Regions from separate parts of the Zea mays genome. Here all the other regions are linked to region 3. A link is a contact called in public Hi-C data. All regions are on one chromosome and are shown on one strand. Each heading gives the region's core, a stretch centred on a gene start, on an enhancer-like site or on the middle of the called end of the contact. The rest is flanking DNA. Distances are from core to core; before and after follow the strand shown.

Region 1 (3,057 bases), core at 110-2,609, 270 kb after region 3:
ATCCATAAATCATAATCCATCAAATATGTAATAATACTAACATATAGCATATATAAATCTGAAACCCTAAATCTAAAACATATTACTGTCACTGAGACTAAATTTGAAACCCTAAACACCACGAAACTAAATCTAAGCAATATATACGTAGTATATAACTAAATATGTGTACTAAATCTGATTTACCGGAACTAAAACACGGTTTTACATTGCTCTATTGCGGTTAACCGCCGGTTTCGGGGGAGAAATCGACGGCTCGGGGGTTGCCGCCGGTTGGTGCACGCGACTCAGCAGCGGTAGCCACTATCCCGACGGCAGCAAAGGAGGCGGCCGCGACGGTTTTGTAGAGGAGGCGATGACTTAGAGAGAGGACGAGGAGAGCGACTGAGAGATGGGGTGGTGAAAGTGAGGAGAGGAGAAGAGGTATGTTTATTTTAGATATTTTGTTATGTTGGTTAATATATTTTTTTTCTATTTTTAATAGGCTAAATTGAATTAAATTTAGTTATCCTGTATTCCAGATTATTTCTTAGAACATGTAGTTTTCTATTTTTTTAAAAAAATTAAATTTAGATTGAATTTCGAAGAAAATCTGGTAGTTAACCGATATCGCTGGGCGACGGTTTGATAAAGTAATCGATAAAATGAAAGTTTTTATCGGTTTTGTATTGTTTGATGACGCGTAAAATAATGTTTTATACGCTGTTTTGGGAGATAACCAGAAGTGTCGTATTTGGACACCTCCGCGAGCGCACATCACATGAAGCAGTTGCGTCCGTTGGTGCGCTGGCCCCTCCGACACGTTGGCTGTCAGGCAGGCAGAGGCAGGAGGAGAGCAGGTCAAAGTCACGTGACATTTGACCATTGATTGGCTTATAGCTGCTCCTAGACCAGTACAGGAACGAAAGGACACATGAATACAGCACGTGCCAGTTGGCTGGCTTTGTCAAACGGAGCCGTGAAGGCTGTGCAAGTAGCAACCACTAGGTCATGGTCATGGCTGGAGCTGGACGGACCAACTCAAACAAAAATCGATAGGATTAAAGGAAAGCGAACAAACTATTTTCGTTTCTAGGCCACATAGGGACCTGATTTCTCAGATTCCGTTCAAAATTTATAAAATTTGGAAATAAAATACAAAAATCAGAAGAAGAAAAAACAGTTATAAAAGACTAAAAATACTATTAGTACTAACACCCATACGTATATCATTGGAATATTCCCCGTTTATCCGCAACACCGTTCAAAATGGCCCCCCTGCATTAGGCTGCAAACTAAACTAGGGACTGGAAAGAGAAAAGAGAACGAGCAGACGGGGTGATAAGTTAAAAAAGAGAATAAGGACGGGGGTTTTAAGTGAAAAAGGCCAGCCAACAGAGGCCGGTGGAAAGGAGAGAATCGAGCAGAGCCACCCGGTTGCTCCTCATTTCCACTTTCCACTCTGCCTCCGCTGCCGATCGCCGTCCCCGACCGCAGCGCAGGTGAGGATCCAACCCCAACAAACTTCCAGGCGACGGTGAGATCCATGGCTCCCGTTTTTTTCTTAGATCAAGGGGCGGGAGGGAGGCAAGGACGGACTGGCGGGGTGGGAGACGGCCGGGGGGCCCAGACGGGGCGAGGCAACTTGACCGGAGCGGTTGCCGTGGCAGGGGCGGAGCCGGAGCCGGTGGCAGCTCTCCGCCGCTGGCGACGGGTGCTGGATGGTGGGGCGGGGCCGGACCGGGTAGCGACTGGCTGGACTCGTGTTTCTGTCGTGACTTCTGAAGAGAGCGACCGCCGCACGGGAGGACGGAGGGAAGGAACGAGGCCGTGGGATCGCAGGTGTACGGCTGGGATTGGTCGTCTGAGATGGTGGCAAAAATCTTCTGCCTCCCTGCATATTCTAGTTGCCTCATGGATCTGGCCTGCCATTTGGTGGCTGCTGCTGGGATTCTAGGACCAGTTCGAGATCTGTAGGGTGTCCTCCATTCGTGTGTTACAACTTTTTACATCGGGCCTAGGAAAATCACTGCTTCATGTTTCTCAGTGAACAAAAATACTAATACTAATAATGTAGGTCTTGATTTTTGCTTCTTTTCCATGCACAGGACTGAGGATGAGTGAAGAGGATAAGGCTGCTGCTTCTGCTGAGCAGCCTAAGAGGGCCCCTAAGCTCAATGAAAGGATCCTCTCCTCTCTGTCCAGGAGGTCCGTAGCTGCTCATCCATGGCATGATCTCGAGATCGGTGCGTGACTCAACTATCCTTTCTTGCTCTCCTAACTCCTATGTGGCTCTGTCAAATAAGCATACTCCATCTAAATCATTTTGGTTATGCAGGTCCTGGTGCTCCTGCTGTATTCAATGTTGTAAGTACCATCATTGCTTTCTAACAGCTTGGCATGTTATATGTTTGCTCTGCTGAAACATTTGATGCACCTACAACATACTGGTACATGAGTCTGTTGACAGTGGTTTGCTTGTTGAGGAAAAATAAGTGCATGGTTTTTTTTTAATTACGATATTTAACAAATCTAGTTAGCTCCAAACAATGACCGCGTTATATAATTTTTTATTCAGGTTGTTGAGATCACAAAGGGAAGCAAAGTCAAATACGAGCTTGACAAGAAAACTGGACTGATTAAGGTATATGCTCTGCTCTCAATGTTTATTACATCTTTATGACCACTTTCTGTCTCAATAAACAGTATGGCATAAGCAGCATGTATTTCTTGTACTTGTGCAATGTACGATGAGAATTGACCATCATAATATTACTTTTGTTATTGTGTTACATAATTTGTCAGGATGATTGAGTTCTGTGCTGATGAAATGTAATAGTTTAATTTGTTTTTCTTTCTTTCTAACCTTTGCTACAATTTGACAGGTTGATCGAGTCCTTTACTCATCAGTTGTATACCCTCACAATTATGGTTTCATTCCAAGGACTCTTTGTGAAGACAATGACCCAATGGATGTGTTGGTCCTGATGCAGGTTAGTCAGTCTTCCTTTTCCCACTTGTCTGTGTCATGTGGGGACATTTGTGAAGAATGTAGAGTATTCACTCTTTGTATTACAA
Region 2 (2,700 bases), core at 95-2,594, 270 kb before region 3:
GGTCGAGGTTGAGTCCGAGCCCCGGGGGTCGGGCGAGGCGGAGACCGTCGTCCGAGGTCGAGGTTGAGTCCGAGCCCTGGGGTCGGGCGAGGCGGAGACCGCCTTCCGGAGTCGAGGTTGAGTCCGAGCCCTGGGGTCGGGCGAGGCGGAGTCCGTCTTCCGAGGTCGAGGTGGAGTCCGAGCCCTAGGGTCGGGCGAGGCAGAGACCGGCTTCCGGAGTCGAGGCTGAGTCCGAGCTTAGGGGTCAGGCGAGGCAGAGCTTCCTATGGTGCCTGAGGCCGGTCTTGACGGCTGTCAGCCTCACCCTGACGGGTGGCACAACAGTCGGAGCAGCGCAGGCGCCGCTGTTTTCCTGTCAGGTCAGCCAGTGGAGGGGCGAAGTGACTGCGGTCACTTCGGCCTTGTCGTCTGAGGAGCGCGCGTCAGTATAAGGTGTCAGGCGATTCTCGCATTGAATGCTCCTGCGATACGGTCGGTTGGCGTGGCGATCTGGCCAAGTTTGCTTCTCCGCGAAGCCTGCCCGAGCTGGGCCTCGGGCGAATCGAAGGTGCGTCCGTTGCTTGAGGGGATCCTCGGAGGAGACGTGAATCCTCCTGGGTCGGCTGCCTTTGCCCGAGGCTGGGCTCGGGTGAGGCGAAATCGTGTCCCTTGAGTGGACGAAGCCTTGACCTGAATCGCGCCCATCAGGCCTTTGCAGCTTTGTGCTGATGGGGTTTACCAGCTGAGATTATGAGTCTTGGGGGTACCCCTAATTATGGTCCCCGACAACCCAAAACACCGTTTTTGCATTGTTCTACACTGTATACTACATAGTTCACAGAGTAAAGTTTAAATACGAGTATGATGATGTGTAAGTTGTTGAAGATAGTCTTACATACAACGTGATACGGCAGGTACTCTAACTTGTCCTCAAGCGCGGGAACAATTGAAGAAGGTGCGGTGGTAGATGAAAAAAATGATATAATATATAATAGCTGATATAAGGTTGGTATGAGTAAACATGACTGCGGTAAATTATAGTATAGGGTAGAGAATTTTGTTGGTGTGGATTTTTTTTACTTTTAAGCACTAAATTAGAATAGTATGAGTGCACATGGCCTAAAGGATATATGTCCGTTTTTTAAAATTACTAAATTAGAATAGTAAGGGTGGATACAATTAGATCACTGCCACCCACTAGAGCAGCGACATACACCTATTTCTGTAATATTTTTAGGTTTGGGGTATCGATTTAAATTTTTGAATATTTTCAAATATAAAAATAAAAATGTACTTAGTAAACATAGCAGACAAAAAATGCAAGCTGAAGCTATAGAAGGGGTAGTCTTCTCCTTGTTTGATTTGATAAAAAAGGAAAAGTGCTAGACTTGGTTTTTTGGTGTTTGGTTTTGGAGGCAAAATGTTCAAACGAGCAAGAGATGCAGGATGCAGGTCTCCTTTGCGGCTTTTAGCTATCGGCTGGCTTGCTTGACCTCTTCTCGTCTTGTCCAGCTCCACCCTCCACTGCAGCAGCTTGCTTGCCTTTGCTCCACTCCCATACAGAGTCCAGACGCCCGCCCCGTCGCCGCCGGCACTCAGCTACCAAGCCGCCGTCCCGGACCCTCGATTTTCCTCGCCGGAGCGGAGCGCCCACCCCTCTTCGCTCGCCTCGGATCTCGCCCCCGATTTGCTCCGCCCGCTCATCCCCAACCACTATTCTCTCGTCTCGATCCAGCGCAGGCTACTCGAGATTCAGCTGCCGCCGCCCTCTGGATCCGGCCACACAATCCGCTTCCGCTCCCGCTGCCTCCCCGACCCGACCGCCCATCTCGCTCAGGTACATCTACTACCACTTGCCTTGGAATGGCTGGATCTCACATCCTTCTTCCCCGCGTCAGGCGTCACCGACCAAGCTTTAGCTTCTCACTCCGCTCTCCGCTTTTACTCTGCAGGCTCCCTCCTAGTCCCTACCCTAGCTGCTAGCTACCACTACCACTACCATGGCCGCCGGGAGAGGCCACGCGGAGGACATGCTGGGCTTCAAGGAGGACGACGCCATGCGCTTCATCTTCGGCGAAGACATCATGGGAATGGAGGACCACGGCGCCTTCGACAGATCCCTCATGGAGCTTCAGGTTTTCAAGGAGGTCTTCTGCGGGGCCGCCCATAACGTCGCCGCCACCACCCATCTGCCCACCGAGATGGACCTTGGATTCGTCCACACCAGCGCCGCCGCTGCCCACCTCAAGGCCACGGAGACCTCGCCCTCTCCATTTGTCTCCCATGCGCAGCAGCAGCAGCCTGCTGCCGCTGCCACTGCTGATCCACAGCTCACAATGGATCGTAGCCAGCCAAACTATGGACCTCGCCACGACCTTCACCCCCAGGTTCAGGAGCACGCGCACACTCGTGCGCAGCAAAACGGGACCGAGCTGGATGATGCTGCGTTCATGCACAGATTCATGGGTTCCTGGCAGCCTGGGGATAAGCACGCGATCCATCTGCTCGGCCTATCCGATGACCAACACCCATTCGTCGGCGCAGATTTGGATGTGCACGCGCAAGATATTGGAGCTGGGATGTGCAATGCTCCCGGGCTGGGCTGCAGCAGCAGCACTAGCGCGGTTGATGACCCCATGCCTTCCTTCATAGAAGCGCTAGCGGAGATTTCTGAATTCCAGAGTGCCACTCTCCTTCCAGATCCCTTTTTGCATCAGTGGT
Region 3 (3,061 bases), core at 22-2,521:
ACGGTGGCTTGGGCACCGTCTGCGCCTCCTGCACGATCCTCAAGATCTCCTCCACGCTCTGCGACGAGTAGGCGGGTGCTGCTGTCGCATTATTGCTGCTGCTGCTGCTGCTGTCTCCCTGGCGGCTGTAGTAGTAGGCTGCCTGCGCCTCCTCCTTGAGCTCCCTCGGCAGGTTCTTGAGGTACCAGGGGTGGGTCTTGATCTCGCTCATGGTGATCCTCTTGTACGGGTTCTGGACGAAGATGCGGGAGAGGAGGTGGCGGCAGTTGTGGGAGACGTGCACGTACTCGGGGATCTTGTACTGAACCGACATGATGCGCTGTATTGTCTTCCTGAAGTTCTTTGGGTCCTTTGGATCCTCGAACGGGTACGCCCCCACCAGCATGACGTAGAGCGTGACTCCGCACGACCAGACGTCGGCGTGCTTCCCGTCGTACTCTCGCCGCGACAGCACCTCGGGCGCGATGTACGCCGGCGTGCCCACCGTTGACTTCGGTCGCGAGTGCAGCACCGAGGACTTGGAGTAGCCGAAGTCGCAGATCTTGAGGCGCGGCGCCGGGCTGCCGTCCAGCAGCGTGTTCTCCAGCTTGAGGTCCCGGTGGCAGATGTTCATGGCGTGGCAGAAGCTGACGCCGCAAACCAGCTGCTGGAAGAAGTAGCGCGCCTCGTCCTCGTGGAACCGCCCGGCGTCGCAGATGCGCTCGAACAGCTCCCCGCCCGCAGCGTACTCCATCACGATCGCAAGGTGCGTGGGAGTCAGCACCACCTCCTTGAACCGGATGATGTTGGGGTGGCGGAGGGAGCGGTGGTTCACGATCTCGCGGAACACGTTCTCGTCGATCTATCAATTAATCCATCAATTAGATACTAGCTAGCAAAGAAGACGCGACGGCTAGACTGACTACTCACCCTGTTTCCTCGCTCTATGAACTTCATGGCCACCAGCTCCCTCGTGTCCTTGTTCCTCATCAGCTTGGCCACCCCGAAGTTGCCCGCCCCGATCTCGCGAACGGGCTCGTACTTGTCCATCGGATCCCTTGCCTTCCTAGCTAGCTTATCTTGCCTTATCGTGGATTGGAGGTCAGCTAGCAGGGAGGGAGAAGACGACGAAGGGGGATGTGGGTGGAGCTGAGTCACTAGTCAGTCAGTCCAGACGGAGGAGCAGGTGCTGCTGTCTGTCTGTAAAACTAGCCACCCATCGCTTTCAACGACAGCGACACCCAAATTTAAAAGCACTCCACTCCATGCTTGCCTGCTCACCATTTCTTATCTCCTTTTTTTTTTCTTTTCTTTTTGAAATTTCTTTTAAAATGTCTGGTTTGGCTGCGCTCCGATCCACCACCGCGATACATCACCTATTGATACCCAACGATGAAATGCATAGTGTAGTGTTGATCGTAGTATAGCAGTAGAGCGTGTTATAACTGGTGTGCTTGTGTCAGAAGAAAGTGATCGTCTTACCCTTTTATATCTCAAAGGGTTGAAACTTACAGAGGGGATCTATTTTCTACTAGAGAGAGACAGTGACAGAGAGAGAGATTGACTCCCTCGGGTTATCGCGGTAGGTCTTCCGTAGGGTCATGTGTAGGCATACTCTCGGTATTGTCACACCCGGGTTTTAGGGGCACCAAAACCCGGACGCCGTCACCAAGTGTGCTGAGACCAAGTCTCACACATATGATGACTCATGGTACAGAAACGAATGCCACATCTTTACTATATAATAGTCCATGCTAAATAATTACATCATATGCACACAACGATCCAGCAACCCTAGTTGACTGGGAGACGACAGTCTAGACCACTCACGAACTCATCACGACATCCTCCACGCGCCTCATCCTGTGGTACCTATTCTTGGCCGGAGGGGATGTGAGTACAACAAGAGTGAGCTCACATACGTTCATCACTCAACAAGTTGTGAGGAATAATGTGCATGAAATCACCAAAGGTGGGAGCTCATGTGAAGTGTAAGGCTTACCAAATGAGATGGTTAAAGCTGAGTATTGCTTTTAAAGTTGGTCAAAATTTTATTAGCAGTTACTAAGTATAAGTAGATACCAACCCAATTAAGTAAGATATCAAATTAATAACAACACCCACAATGCAATGTGTCGGTACCCTGAAACAGGGGTACCCCTTACTACAGTGTGAAGGCACGGTGCCCATGCGGCTATCTCTAGTCGCGTGGTAAACAGCACCCGACCCTACCACGTGGACGACTCCCGGGTCGCCACGTGGCCAGAGAAGACGATATACTCCAGGATATCAACAGTGGGTCCGGACCCCCATGGGAAAATGTTGGACCCCTGTACGTACGGACCAGACCTCCGGGTAAGGTCCAGAACCTCCACGGGCACGAACCGGACCCCTAGGATGGGTCTCGAACCCCTCTGTGTGGGGTCCGGGCCACTAACAACAGGGTCCCGGGATTCTGGGACAAAGAGTACCCAGACCTTAATCAAGACCAGGCGGGGGTCCGGAGCTGACACGTGTCCAGACCATACCACACACGCTTCTGCTCCCCGCTTAGGCGGAGACCCGATACTGCCATGTGGCCCACTGTCCGTGACGTAAGCCAGCGGGCGGAGCCTGACGTAAGGCCTCTGGGCCGCGCGTCCTCTGCATTTATTGCGGATAAGGTGCGCCGCTTGTCAAACTGGCAGGTGATGTGCCGCCTCAGCTTTTAATGAGCCCTGTCACTCCACTGGCAAGCGATAAGCCGCCTCAGCATTAAATGAGCCCTGTCCACTCCGCTGACGGAGGACGACCAGACCACCTTATAGGCGGCGTGCATGTCCATTCCGTTGGCAGGCAATACGCCCGTGCTGCAGCATACACTGTGCTCATCATGACCCGCGCGTTACCGAGGAGGCAGCCACGAGATATTAATACTATATGGACTACAGACATTATGGCGCTTGGAGATCTTCTGGGCGACACTGGCATTGGATACTTCTATATGTATTCCCTCTGTTTTGCCCCTGGGCCCACATGTCGTGGCTCAGCGCCCTTGTACGTGCCCCCCTTGAGCTATAAAAGGGAGGGCACACGACGTTAC

What was found. Hi-C and Micro-C count contacts between places; a contact is called where the count stands out from the background.
Region 1: a Hi-C map of tassel shows a contact between it and region 3, with 2.2 times the contacts expected there. The contact joins the promoter of LOC100282768 here to the promoter of LOC100193827 in region 3. A contact is called at or near these places in 4 of 25 Hi-C or Micro-C datasets (ear, endosperm, leaf and 1 more).
Region 2: a Hi-C map of leaf shows a contact between it and region 3, with 7 times the contacts expected there. The contact joins the promoter of LOC103642225 here to the promoter of LOC100193827 in region 3. A contact is called at or near these places in 4 of 25 Hi-C or Micro-C datasets (bundle sheath, ear, leaf and 1 more).

What each region holds. Positions count from the first base shown.
Region 1 is chr10:151,227,563-151,230,619 of Zm-B73-REFERENCE-NAM-5.0, reverse strand. It overlaps LOC100282768 (soluble inorganic pyrophosphatase), which reads left to right and starts at 1,359. Exons shown (of 9, transcript NM_001412195.1): 1 at 1,359-1,516; 2 at 2,088-2,225; 3 at 2,318-2,346; 4 at 2,558-2,623; 5 at 2,865-2,972. The coding sequence starts at 2,096.
Region 2 is chr10:151,771,113-151,773,812 of Zm-B73-REFERENCE-NAM-5.0, reverse strand. LOC103642225 (Increased DNA methylation 1) reads left to right here and starts at 1,344. Exons shown (of 11, transcript XM_035963591.1): 1 at 1,344-1,816; 2 at 1,932-2,700. The coding sequence starts at 1,980.
Region 3 is chr10:151,501,763-151,504,823 of Zm-B73-REFERENCE-NAM-5.0, reverse strand. It overlaps LOC100193827, which reads right to left and starts at 1,271. Exons shown (of 2, transcript NM_001138909.1): 1 at 910-1,271; 2 at 1-841. The coding sequence starts at 1,029.